2 separate regions of the Zea mays genome follow, and region 2 is linked to region 1. The links are chromatin contacts, called in public Hi-C maps. All regions are on one chromosome and are shown on one strand. The core of a region is the stretch at or near the end of the contact, and the rest is flanking DNA. Distances in the headings are between cores, read along the strand shown. Region 1 holds the start of LOC103637427. Region 2 holds the start of LOC103636236 (metal ion binding protein).

Region 1 (6,746 bases), core at 2,144-4,643:
CAGCGATCATGCTCTAGGACTAACCAGTCAAAAAGAAAGAGGTGGCGACTGGCGGGAGAGCGATGATGAGGTTTAAGGCCACACCCGTGCGTCTACGTACGACGACGCGCCTTTTTCGTGCGCGAGAGATTCGACTCATCTTTTGATCTCTCGTCGTCGCATTGGCTGCTCAGGCTCCCAGGCCAGGTCAGATGAGGAGCGCACGCTGCGCCGGACGCGCCCGTGGCCAGCCATGCCGCTCGCCCCAGCGCTAGGGCCTCTGACAGGCTTACCCCCAGCAACCTAAGGCTCCACCCGTCAGGGATCGCGTCTGGCCGCGTCCACCTGATTGGACAAGTCACTGGCAGCGTTTGGTGCTGCGCCCCGCCCCCGCGCCGTGGCAGTCGCAGCCAGGCACGTGCGCCTGTCCTCCGGGTACTATCTGGGGACACGCATCTGCAGCCGTTGGATTGCGAGGCACGGGCCCAGAGGGCTGCCGTCGCCGGGTACGACCGGAATCTGCCGTTAGGCCGACTCCAACATAGTTTAGCTACTGTATACTATAATGCAATATCGTCGGCTTGTTTGTTTGGCTTTAATCTACATCGTCTTCTACCGCTTCTATATTGTATTGTCTCTATAGATTACAGTTGCAACAATTCGAACAACTGGCTTTAATCCAAAGCGAACAATCTTAGGTGTGTAGGTGAATTATAAGACTGACGAAAGTTATTGGACAATTATAACCGGTGATCCTCAAACGTTCCTCGCTAAACGAAGATGTATATGACCAAGAAAAAGTTACATTTATGGACAACTCAAATGACAAAGTCAAAAGTTTGGGCAAACTTAAGTCAAAAGAAAAATAGATCTTTTACTATCTGTCACAAACTTTACTCACACTGGAACTTATGAACAAGTTGTTCTATAAATCACCATCTACTTTAGATATACCTTCTAAAACTTTAGATGTATCTTCTGAAACTTTTTCCAAATTCAAAAGCTCAGTACCTTCCTACAAATTAGTGAATTAGGAGGGATTCTTTTTTGCAGAAAAAAAAGGAAAAGTATTACTACCTTTCAAACTTGCATTTGAAATGTGAAATATTTATATGAAGGGGAGATATCATGGCAATGCAGCGAGGTTGGTTATCTAATTGGCTAGTTAAACATGACATGGTTCATAGGTCATTGGGCTCCGATCATCGAGGAGTAGAGACTTACAAGTAAAAGCGAGGGATTGAGATTCCATCGTTGTCATTTTATATGTATATGGTTAAAATGATTTACGTTCCCGATGTGATTATGATCAAGTTACAATATCAAATCATCACTCAATTTTAAATGTGCTTCTAGTTGCTTCATCGAGCTTTAACTTGCTATCCATTGGACAAGTATGTGATATTGGCTCTCAATGAGTTGTTGTGTCAAAGATGGACAATGATCAAGTCATATTCAAAGGCGTTAGATACAACAACTTATATAGTGGGTTTCACTTCCAAATATGCAAATTCGAGGACATGCTTATTCACTAAGTCATCACTTGGGTAGTCATGGCATAGAAGGCTTTGTCATGTGGGAATAAGTACACTCAATAAATTATTGAAGAAACAGAAAGGTTAGAGGTTTGAAGATGTTGTACTTGAGAAGGACAAGCTTTATAGTGTATGTCAAGTCATGAAGTTGCCAACATTATCCAACCATCGCTTTCATGTCAACGTCAAGACAAATAGAGCTTCTACATATAGTAGACGACTGTTCAAGATATACTTAATATGTGGTTCTTGCTTTAATACAAGACTGAAGTTGCAACAACCTACAAGAAGTTTGCCAAGAAATCACAAAATGAGTTTGAAATAAAGATCAAGATAAAAAGTGACAACAGAAATGTGTTTAACAACACAAACATAGAGCGATATTGTGATGAAGTTGGGATAAAAAAATGAAGTAGTTGTTCATGGGCGCATAGACAAGCTCCTCTAGAAACCATTGTAACTAATATTTGTTCATGTTTTATTGCATGTACAAATTATCGCTCTTTGCATCCGATGGTAGGGTAACTGCACAAAGCTTCGACAATATTGACCAACACAATATTTGAAAATCTTATGAAGCAATGTTACGACCAGTGATTGATGCATTCTATCCCTATAGATTTTGCACAGATAAAATATCTTTAAAATTTTCATTCTATGTGACTACAAAGAATGAAACTTCTCTAAATAGTATGAAATGCCAAATATCCTTTACAATAATGCTATTAAAGCAGTGTAGGAAGAGGCAAAAATCTGTATCACATACATTGTTCCTAACAAATGGAGAGTGTCCATCAACTCAAAACAACAATCACTATGACATTAGAGGATTCCTCGACCATTCAAATGGACAAGTTATCCACCTACAGTCCCAAATTGGTAAGTCACAAATAATAATAGATGTATGTATCTCTCACTAAATATTACAAAATATTTCTCAACAAAACATAATGAACTCACAACCCCGTCCATTAACATATTCGTTGTCACATACAGATCGCCTCCAACCGATACAAAATTTGTCGCCAATAAGGAAAAGATCCAAATGCACACCTTAGATCTAAGTGTTCAACTGTAGCTAATTATTTTTAGCCATAGTTAAATCCACTTTATTATCTATTTTCTCTATATTATACAAAAACCTACTATTGATGCAAACCAGGATGTTCAACCCCTCGTTGCTACACCACCAAAGAGGTACACAATATTTTCAATTATCAGGAAAACACTCAATCTTCTTTATGTAATACATAATATCTACATAGACATTCTTGATAATTTTCTTTCCATAATGCTCAAATACGACGCTCAGCATACTAAAGGCAATGTTTAACAGAAAAATAACACAAAGACCTACAAGAGCCACACCATCTTACCTACTTACAACTCACCATATGTAACATTTTGTAGTGTGCTGAATGTCATGAACAACTACAAATCTAATCTCACTTGATTGCGACCAGCATTTTGCAATAGATAGAACATTGAGATAAACTGGATGGTATCTAGAATCTTCAAGTACCTAAACATGGCACCTATGTAAATATCTTATGACCATGCTAAGTTGTAAACTCCGCATTTTGCAATGCACGAGAAATTGGCATAAACCAAACGGTTACCAAAAAATCCAAATTTTTGCAACATATGAATACATGGGAGGGGCAAAACTATCATATATGTAAATTTATTTTAACTGTATGGATAAGGGAACATGAGATAGTCCTATAATTTATGAGAGAAGGAACATGAGGCCGAAGGAGTATAAACCTAACGGTTACCAAAACTATCCAGTATGTCAATGTCAATATGTGACAGACAAAACTATCTTATATGTAGATTTATATTAAAGGAACACGAGATCAAAGGAGTATAAACGGAAATGTGCACAATACATGACAATAAATTCTCGCCGTCAGCTTCCCTCGTCTATTTGCCACAGCCGGTGCGGGGCTCCGGGCTCGACTGGGCTGGTGGGTGAGGGCCGAGGGGCTTTCCCTGCTGCCGCACGCACGTGAGAGCCGGATAGGGAGGGAGAACGGGATGGGGGGCAATAATTGTGGCGGGCGCGTACGCATGGAACCGTGGGGCTTCCCCCCGTTACACTTTGAATGCAACCATGATGATGATGATTGATGATGGCGAGACCCGATCCACGCTCTCGTGTACTCGTCGTGTGTGTGTGTGACCACCGGCTCCCGGACTGGAGTTGTGGCTTGGATTGGGTTGGTTGGATTTGGATGGATGTGCCCTCCCCACCACCTGCCTCCGTTACGGTTCCGCTTTTTCGGGCAGCGAATCACGCATCGCGGTTTCCGGCCATGATTACGCCTCGCTCGCTGACCTTAACCTACATCGTTATTTGTTGATTATTACTAGGCACTAGCGTGCACTGCGTGGGCCGTGGAAGGATGGGTGGGCTTGTGGGCTGCTATCTGCGGCCTGGGACTCCGCCTTTTGTATTTTTTTTGGCACAAATGGGCTTTACCTAGCGGACGCTGGCCGCGGATCTTGCTTGTTCCAGGATTTTTTTTTTTGTAATTTGGATTTTCAGCATGGGACAAGCAATTTGATTGTTTTGACCCGCCTAACTCAACACCTGATTCAAATTCGGCTGGTGCCGACCCTGATGGACGACGCACACGCACTCGAAACTCCGACAGTCTGACACATCCCCGCCGCCGCTGCACCTGCCTTGCAAAATCTTGCGGCGGGGTGCGGCAGGCAGCACGCAGCCAAGGAACAACTGGACACCGACACGAGATAGTCAGAAGAGGCTGGCCACAACCTCTTGCTCTCGCGTCCGTCCTAGGCGCCGCGCTGCTGTGCCTGGGCGCCGCGGCCGCCGCCTCGCCGCCCACCATGCCGGCCGCCGGCAGGTTCGCCATGGAAGGTCGTCGTCAGTGTGCATCCGGCTTTAATTTCAGCGTTTGAAAGGCTTATCGTTTAATTTGTGTGCCGCGGTTGTGCTTGTCGAAGCAATGTTGCAGTACTGACCGGCCGGCCTAGTTGATGGGAGTGTGTGATGGTTCCTTCTTCTTATTTTTCTTCCTTTTACTTGTCAGGAATGGCCGTCGACCAAGGGATAGCCCACTTCCTCGTCCTCGCGGCGGTCTTCGCCGTGTGCCTCTTCCGCTGATCGTCGTCCGTCAAGGAACCGGTGCCTGCATGCAGCTGAACGATTTCATCAGTTCGTGTATCATTCTTTGATTATGTTAGAGAGTTTGTCGGCCGGCCCCGTGCGAATGCTACTAACAATGTCGCAAAATAAGGCGGTCTCCGAAAAATGTGAGCGTCCCTTAGCATTCGACGGTTCAGGGTTTGAATCAAAACAACTTATCACAAACGTCGTGCTCGATCTGTCCATTCCCGTGTTTTGTTCCCCTCAGCTCTTTGTAATTTCTGTGCAAATTGCAAATCGCGTATATATATATGTGTATATATTTGGTGGACTTGAGGATCTGTTTCACTGTGTTGGACACCAAAATGAGCGGACGGTCCGGCCCGTGGGCCCGGACGGTCCGCGTGTTCCGAGATTAAATTAACTCGGATGTTTATCCTTACCTCGTGCGTGATTATCCATCTAATCACGTGTGAGTTTGTTGGTTATCTCTTAAGAAAAGGTCCAGACCTCCTCCCCTATAAATATAAAGGGTACGGCCGATTGAGAACCCTCGAACACATTCCAATCGAACCAATTACCTTATTTACTTTTCCTGCTCTAGGAGTAGATGTAGCATAGTTCTAGTTATAGTCTTCCACATATCCACCTCCACTCCTATTCGACTCTACGTCGTCTAGATCCGTCTTGGGTGGCCTGCCGATCCCAAGACGACCCTAGGATCTCACCCCTCCCGGGGGGCAAGATCTAGTTGTCTATCTAAGACCTCCTCCTCGAATTGATCTCTTAATTCCTAGACGATTCCACGTCGTCTGGGGACGCCCCGGTGACCTGTCGACCCAGAGCACCTTAAGATCTTTTCCCCCAAGGGGACGAGATCTAGATTCCAGCAAGGAGGAGGAAGACGACCCTGTCGCCAGGTTGCGGACCGTCCGGCTCTAGGGCGCGGACTGTCCGGCCGTCAAGCAGAGAACCCTAGCCTCGCGCCAGGTCGCGGACAGTCTGGCCCTGTGCCGCGGACCGTCCGCGCCTGACCAGAGAGCACCGCCGCTGGTTCTTGTTGAGTGATTAGCGCCCCAAAAAGGCACCAACATACTTTTTGGCGACTCCGCTGGGGACGAGGTTCAAGATCTACAAAATCAGGCTTATATGGCCGATTCTAAAGATCTCAACAAGGCTTCTCCAAACAGCTGCACAAGGCTGACTAATTTATCGGCCGCTGAGCATAAAAGATTAAAAGATGACATGAAGAAAATAGACGAGGAGGTCCAACGACAAAAAGATCAGGTGCTCAAGGTGGCGGATAAATGGTTCCTCTCGCACTTCAGGGTGGATTGCCACCAGAAGACCGTCCAAGAGAGGAAAATAGACGTCGATTACATGTCATCTGTGCTGCAACAGCTCCCCACAATAGGTGATGCCAGGTCAGTCGATGATATTCCATCTATTAAAATTTCTTTTGATAATCGGATTAAAAGTATCACAGAGGATATAGAAAAGATGGCACATGCATCAGGAAAAACTCACATGCCTAGTTTTTATCACATAAATTAGGCGCCAAAACAATTGCGCCAAACACATCGACAACAAATGGGTTTCCCCAGCCATATTCTGGTATGCCGATGGACTCATATCCAGGACCACCGTCACCACCATCTTCTCCAAATGGTGAGTCAACTCTGAGCACGACCGGACCGTCCGCACACAATCGCGGACCGTCCGGCCCTCCGTCAGACCGTCCGACACCCTACGCCGGACAGTCCGGAGTTACACAGAGCCCACCACAAGGGTCACAGGTGTTGCCTGACGTGACCGGACAGTCCGAGGATAGTACCGGACCATCCGATCCACTCGCAGACCGTCCGACTGTGCAGGTCGGACCGTCCGGAGCACCAGAAGTCACCTGTGATCCGCCTAGTGCGGAAGACCGACATAAATATAATCGTCCACCCAAGCCTCAAGAACAAAAAAGTCACATGTCCCTGAGCTTGTTTGGCCCACTAAGGCCAAACCTTCTGTTCGCTCTCACCCGCACTCCACACAAAAGGAAAAAGTTAAGTTCACATTTAATATTAATAAATGTGATAAAATATTTGATGAGTTGCTTAAACATG
Region 2 (6,252 bases), core at 515-3,014, 220 kb after region 1:
ATTTGTAGGTTACACAAAATCACGGTTATATGTACTGTAGATTTGTACTGTTACGATGAAGTTTAAATATAGGTACTGGATGGTAAGATGGAGCAAAGGCTATGCAGACTACATTAACAGTACTGGTGCTGGCAAGAAAAGGCGAAAGCCGCTCAGCTGGTGACAGCATCTGAAACCCACACTGACAAAGACTTTGACGTCTTGCAGCACACGGGCTTTGATGGCGCATCACAGTACACAGTTCGCAAACAAATTGCACTGCACTGCACCGCACCGCGCATGCTGATGGACCGGGACCGCAGCGTCAGAGGACGCAACTAAAAAACTGGCTCGCCTTCAGTAGTAGTATGATATTGCTGCCGCGGCAAAGTAGTAGTATGATATTGCCCGCAATATTCTTCTTGTGCCTTCAACGTAGGGTCTACTGGGAGAGTGAAGGGGGGAAAAGCAGAGGAAAGGGAAGAAGAAAAAAAGGAAATGCCTCTCGTTCATGTTTTTGCTGAAAGGAGAGGTCGTCCCAGCACCGGTTAGGTTTGGCCAATCGGTGCAACGGCGGGGCCAATTTTCGTGATTTGTTGAGCTTCATTTTGGCTGCTGTTAAACTAGCTCTTCGGCCTTCGCCGTCAATATATTCACTGTTTTTTTTTAAAAAAAAAAATGCCACTTTGTTTGTGCCTTTGGTTAACCATTTGACCTTATACAGTTTCACTTTTTTTATATCTAAGACTAATAAGATCCTCATATGTTGGTCTTAATCTCAGCCGGTGAGTGCGGTTCTAAGAGAATGCAACTGTCGTCGTGATCACCGCTCCCATCTCAACGATTCCGACTCAGTGGCCGCTTCTATGTTCTATGGTTTTTAGTGACTAGAATTATAAGCAAAGCTAGATCCTAGACCCGCTAACACACTGTAACGCTTATTTTACCGCACAATTTCCCACCAAACTATCTTTAAATTCCACCTCAAGGCCTCTGGGCTAAAGAACATCTTCACCAGATTCAAAATAAGTGACCATTTTCCGTTTTTTTTCCCTTCTGTTTTCGCTATAACAATCAGAAAACCATAAATAATGAGGAATACTGGTAAAATTCAAGCGTCTACTTCAATTTTTTTCTAAAAACCAACTAATATAATATTTTATCTCTTTTTCAGGTTTTTTTTCTCAACTGGGAAAATTAATGTGACAAAAAAAACAGCGACGTCTACTTCTTCCATTCTGGGCCTATGAGAGGTGGGCTGTGAATCGCAGCGCACGCACACGGGCACACCACCAGATGCGTTTGGTGTGAATCGGATCTACTACTTTCATTCTGGGCCTATAAGATGTGGGCTGGGTTCATTAGGCCGGGGAATTTCATATTCGCCGACCGAATTTCAAGCTCTGCCGTCTCGTCTCGTACCACCAGCAAGTTTCATTTGCGGCAACTCGATCGCTTGAACGAATGACAGCGAAAGGCCAGCCAATATTCATTTTGGTGCATTAGCGTGATTGGCCCGTATCATATTTGCTAGTAAGCTTTTTGTGTCGACGTGTTATCTGGTGTCTGTTGCGTCTTGTATCCACAACATTTGGCAACTGCAATACTGCAATGTGTGTTTTTTTTTCTCGAAGGCGTGATTATTCAATTTCCACCGGCGCCAGTGAGCATGCACAGGTCGCACATTGTCACATGGAGCTAGACTAGAGGTCGTCGCCATCGTGTCAGTGTCTGCTCGTGATCAAACTGCCTGCTGCCTGCCCGCCCCAACCCAATGCACCCAACCAGATTTCTATTCACTTCTTGGAAGCTGCTGCTTCGAGCTTTTGAGCAGCACCCATGCTTACAGACATTTCATATACATATATATGCTCCTCGTACTCGATCTCCTTGCCGGCATTATATTGCCCCCACACCACACCACCCCCCGACTCCCCACGACCATTAATCTGAAGCAGTGCTTTGGTGTAGGCCTGCTGCTTGCTCATCAGCTCGCGTATAAACATGTCTCTTCCCACGCGGACGTCTAGATGTGTGTGCGTAGAATAGCGCCAGTAGATCCCGGCCAACCTTAAGAGGAGGGGAGACACAAACGGCTCTGGCTTCTGGAACTCTTCCGGTTGCTGACAGAGAGGGAAGGGGACATATGGGGAGGAAGCTGGGCGGCCTGGACAGGGTCCTGCACTGCTTCTCGCTCTCCCTGTGCTCCAGCGCCTGCGCCTGCGTACACTCCATGGATGAAGAAGAGGAGGACGACGAAAGGAAGGCCCTGCTGCTGAGCAGCCAGCTGGTGCAGCTCAGGGGCTTCGTCGATGGAGCCGCCGCCAAGACTCTCGCTTTCCATCTGGAGCCTAAGGTAGGCGGACATGTTAAAACCTCTCTGCTCATGCTTGTTAGCTATGTGGCTTGGCTACCTTTCTCCGTGATGATCAATATGGTCCCTGTCTGTTGGATGCAGACCGTGGAGCTGAAGGTGTCCATGCACTGCTACGGATGCGCCAAGAAAGTCCAGAAGCACATCTCCAAGATGGACGGTATGGTCAGAGAACTGATCCCCATCCTTAATTACCTACTTCTGTTTGGCATCCGTCCGTCCGTGATCAGATTCGTTTCATTGATTCCCCAGTGACTACAAACGCATGGTACTTGTGTGTGTGTGTGTGTGGGAAGGGGGGCGGGTCTTGACCACGAAAATGGCACGCATATACAGTAGCTAGTAGGGAATAGAATAGCACGTACAGTACAGTGTGGCTTGGGGGGCGAGCATGAGTCGTCTCCGCCCGCCGCTCAAGAGAGAGGATGAAGCTACAGAGGTCAACCCGATCGAGCAAGAGCAGCGACGGGACATGACAGACAGTAGTGAGCATGGGCCGGGCAGGCAGACGTGCCGGAAGAACCTGGCAGAGCGACCGGCATCCGTCACGCATGCTACACATATGTAGTATATAGTACTGTACTGGATGGAGATCAGGGCCTCCACTCTCCAGTGATCACCCGATGCCCGTGAGTTGGCGTCGTGTCGTGTCGTGTCGTGTCGGCTGGACCGGTCCTGGCCTCCTGGGCAGGCATGGCGCCCCGGCCCCCGGCGCATGTTCGCACTGCACTGCGCACATGTGCATGTCCGGCTCTGCTTGCCTGCTTTGCGCGCTGTGCCCTGTGGGGGATGGACCATGGATGGCGCTGGCGCAGTGGCGCCTGCCTTTTCTGCATTCCGGGAAACTTTGCGTCATTGCGTGAGACAGTCAAATTATTTTGGTAATAAAAGAATGCCGTCTCGTTTCCTGCCACCGGAATGGGCACATTTCCGTGCCTCGGATGGAGATCCATGATGTCTCTCTCTCTCTCTCTCTCTCTCCCTCCTCCCAGTCACAGTCTCCTGCCCAATTATTACAACCTTGTTGGGTGTCTTTTTTGCGCAGGCGTGACGTCGTTCGAGGTGGATTTGGAGAACAAGAAGGTGGTGGTGGTTGGGGACGTCACGCCGTACGAGGTGCTGGAGAGCGTCTCCAAGGTGAAGCTCGCGCGGCTATGGGTGGCCCCGGACCCCAAGCAGCAAGCCGCACAAAGCTTGCAGGCGTAGAGGATCTCTCATCACATCAGCGCTCCATATTTCGTCCTGCTACAGCGTGCGGCAGGCAGGCAAAGAACAGACAGGATTTGTACCGTAGGGACGAAACATTCGTTCCACTGAGGAACCGTGTCCACGCGTGCAAATCATTGAGGACGCGAGGGACATGTTGCTCTGTGTGTGTTTTTTTATGTAAAGGGCAGGCAGATGGGGAGGGGAAACATGTGCTTGCGTAAAACATACTACTTGCTTGTTGTTTCGCTCTCACACCGCATTCAAAAACAGCGAATCCTCTACGACAGGCGAACAGCATTGCACCTGAGCTAGCCCCTTGGTCCCTGCTACCGATCCACTCATGCCGAGTGATCCTTGTCATCGAGTAGGTTGCCACCGGTCTTCTCCTTTATTACTAGTAGATTTTCTTTCCGATGAAGTGCTCCCGGCCATTACTTCTTTTTGCCAACTTCAGCATTGTATCTACGCCTGCGCCTCGATAAGCATTGTACCTACGGACCTACCCGATCTCATTAAAGCACATACCTGACAAAGGATTGCAATAAGATCTGGTACTTTCTTTTTTGTCAAAAGGAATTTTGTTTTTTTTTTAGACTTCCAGATGGACCAGCATATAGCCGTCAGCCCGTCACTTTTCAGACGTGGAAGTTCCTTCTCCCCACATCACACCATTTTCAACACTACAAAAGGTTTGCTTTAATGTTATTAGCCCTAATGCATCTAGCAACTACAACCCATATTACTCTAGCAGTTGGATATCATAAAGTGTGGGCCTGTTTGGTTGTCTGCATAGCTGAGCCTGGCTCGTATCTAGTGAGTCTGGGTCTGACTGGACGTATACAACTTCTTGTGTTTGGTTGTCTACATGCGATCAGTTTGGTTTATGAGAGATTTTGTTTTGTTGCCGGTATGAATATTTATTGTATGAGTTAAAAAATGTTATTAAAAATTGTATTAGTAGACCGTAATTGTATGTTAAAATTATTTAATAGACGCTAACTACACATAAACACTAATTATATACTAATCTTAATCACGTAAATTTTTTATTCAAACTATACATAGCATGTGCGGTTTAGTTTCGTTCGTAAAAATATCAGAAACACATATATGAAATTGGTTCGGTAATTAAATCTTTTAATTACAAAATATAACAAAAAATCAACAAAATCAACATCTCGATTTCGTGCTTAGTAAACAGTCGGCTCAGCCAAGCCTGGCCGCGCGCGTGCAACCACGCCCCGCGTTCCCGCGGGGCCTGGCTCGCGGCGCTTTGAGGTTCATGTTGGCCTGTCTCTTGCAATACAGTGAACCAAACAAACACTGCATTTTGTATATGTAGATACAGTTGCACCTACAGGGAAGGAAACTAAACACATGGATAGGGACTGGCTGCGGTATGTGAGCCTGGCCGGCTTGGTACATGCATGGCTAGGCTCTACCGCTCTATGCATGCAACAGGTTAATGCTTAGATGCTTATATATGTGTCGGGGACCATAATTAGGTGTACCCTCAAGACGCCTAATTCTCAGCTGGTAACCCCCATCAGCATAAAGCTGCAAAGGCCTGATGGGTGCGATTAAGTCAGGGATCAGTCCATTCGAGCGACTCGATCACGCCTCGCCCGAGCCTAGCCTCGGACAAGGGCAGCCGACCCCGGAGGATTTCCATCTCGCCCGAGGCCCCCCTTCAACGGCGGACACATCTCCGGCTCGCCCGAGGCCCTGCCTTCGTTAAGAAGCAACCCTGACTAAATCGCCGCACCGACCGACCGAATTGCAGGAGCATTTAACGCAAAGGTGGCCTGACACCTTTATCCTGACGCACGCCCCCCCGGCAGAGCCGAAGTGACCGCCGTCACTTTGCCGCTCCACTGACCGGCCTGACAGAAGGACAGCGCCGCCTGCGCCACTCCGACTGCAGTGCCACTTGACAGAGTGAGACTGACAGGCAGTCAGGCCCTGCCAAAGGCACCACAGGAAACTCCGCTCCGCCCGACCCAGGGCTCGGACTCGGGCTAGGCCCCGGAAGACGGCGAACTCCGCTCCGCCCGACCCAGGGCTCGGACTCGGGCTAGGCCCCGGAAGACGGCGAACTCCGCTCCGCCCGACCCCAGGGCTCGGACTCGGGCTAGGTCCCGGAAGACGGCGAACTCCGCTCCGCCCGACCCAGGGCTCGGACTCGGGTTAGGACCCGGAAGGCGGCGAACTCCGCTCCGCCCGACCCAGGGCTCGGACTCGGGCTAGGCCCCGAAAGACGGCGAACTCCGCTCCGCCCGACCCCAGGGCTCGGACTCGGGCTAGTTCCCGGAAGACGGCGAACTCCGCTCCGCCCGACCCCAGGGCTCGGACTCGGCCTCGGCCCCAGAAGACGACGAACTCCGCTTCGCCCGACCCTAGGGCTCGGACTCCGCCCTGGCCTCCGCCGAACGACCTCCGCCTCGCCCGACCCAGGGGCTCGGACTCGGCCTCGACCACGGAAGACAGACTCGACCTCGGCTTCGGAGGAGCCTCCACGTCGCCCAACCTAGGGCGCAAGCCAGCCACGTCAACAGGAAGCGCCATCATCACCCTACCCCGAGCCGACTCGGGCCGCAGAGAACAAGACCGGTGTCCCATCTGGCTAGCTCCGCCAGATAGGCAATGATGGCGCCCCGCGAGCTCTGTGACGACGGCGACTCTCAGCTCTC

What was found. Hi-C and Micro-C count contacts between places; a contact is called where the count stands out from the background.
Region 2: a Hi-C map of tassel shows a contact between it and region 1, with 6 times the contacts expected there. The contact joins the promoter of LOC103636236 here to the promoter of LOC103637427 in region 1. A contact is called at or near these places in 2 of 25 Hi-C or Micro-C datasets (ear and tassel).

The regions. Positions count from the first base shown.
Region 1 is chr8:159,206,032-159,212,777 of Zm-B73-REFERENCE-NAM-5.0, forward strand. LOC103637427 reads left to right here and starts at 3,394. Exons shown (of 3, transcript XM_008659625.2): 1 at 3,394-3,484; 2 at 4,066-4,404; 3 at 4,577-4,933. The coding sequence starts at 3,394. The coding sequence ends at 4,650.
Region 2 is chr8:159,428,072-159,434,323 of Zm-B73-REFERENCE-NAM-5.0, forward strand. LOC103636236 (metal ion binding protein) reads left to right here and starts at 1,765. Exons shown (of 3, transcript XM_008658590.2): 1 at 1,765-2,335; 2 at 2,438-2,513; 3 at 3,399-3,846. The coding sequence starts at 2,126. The coding sequence ends at 3,559.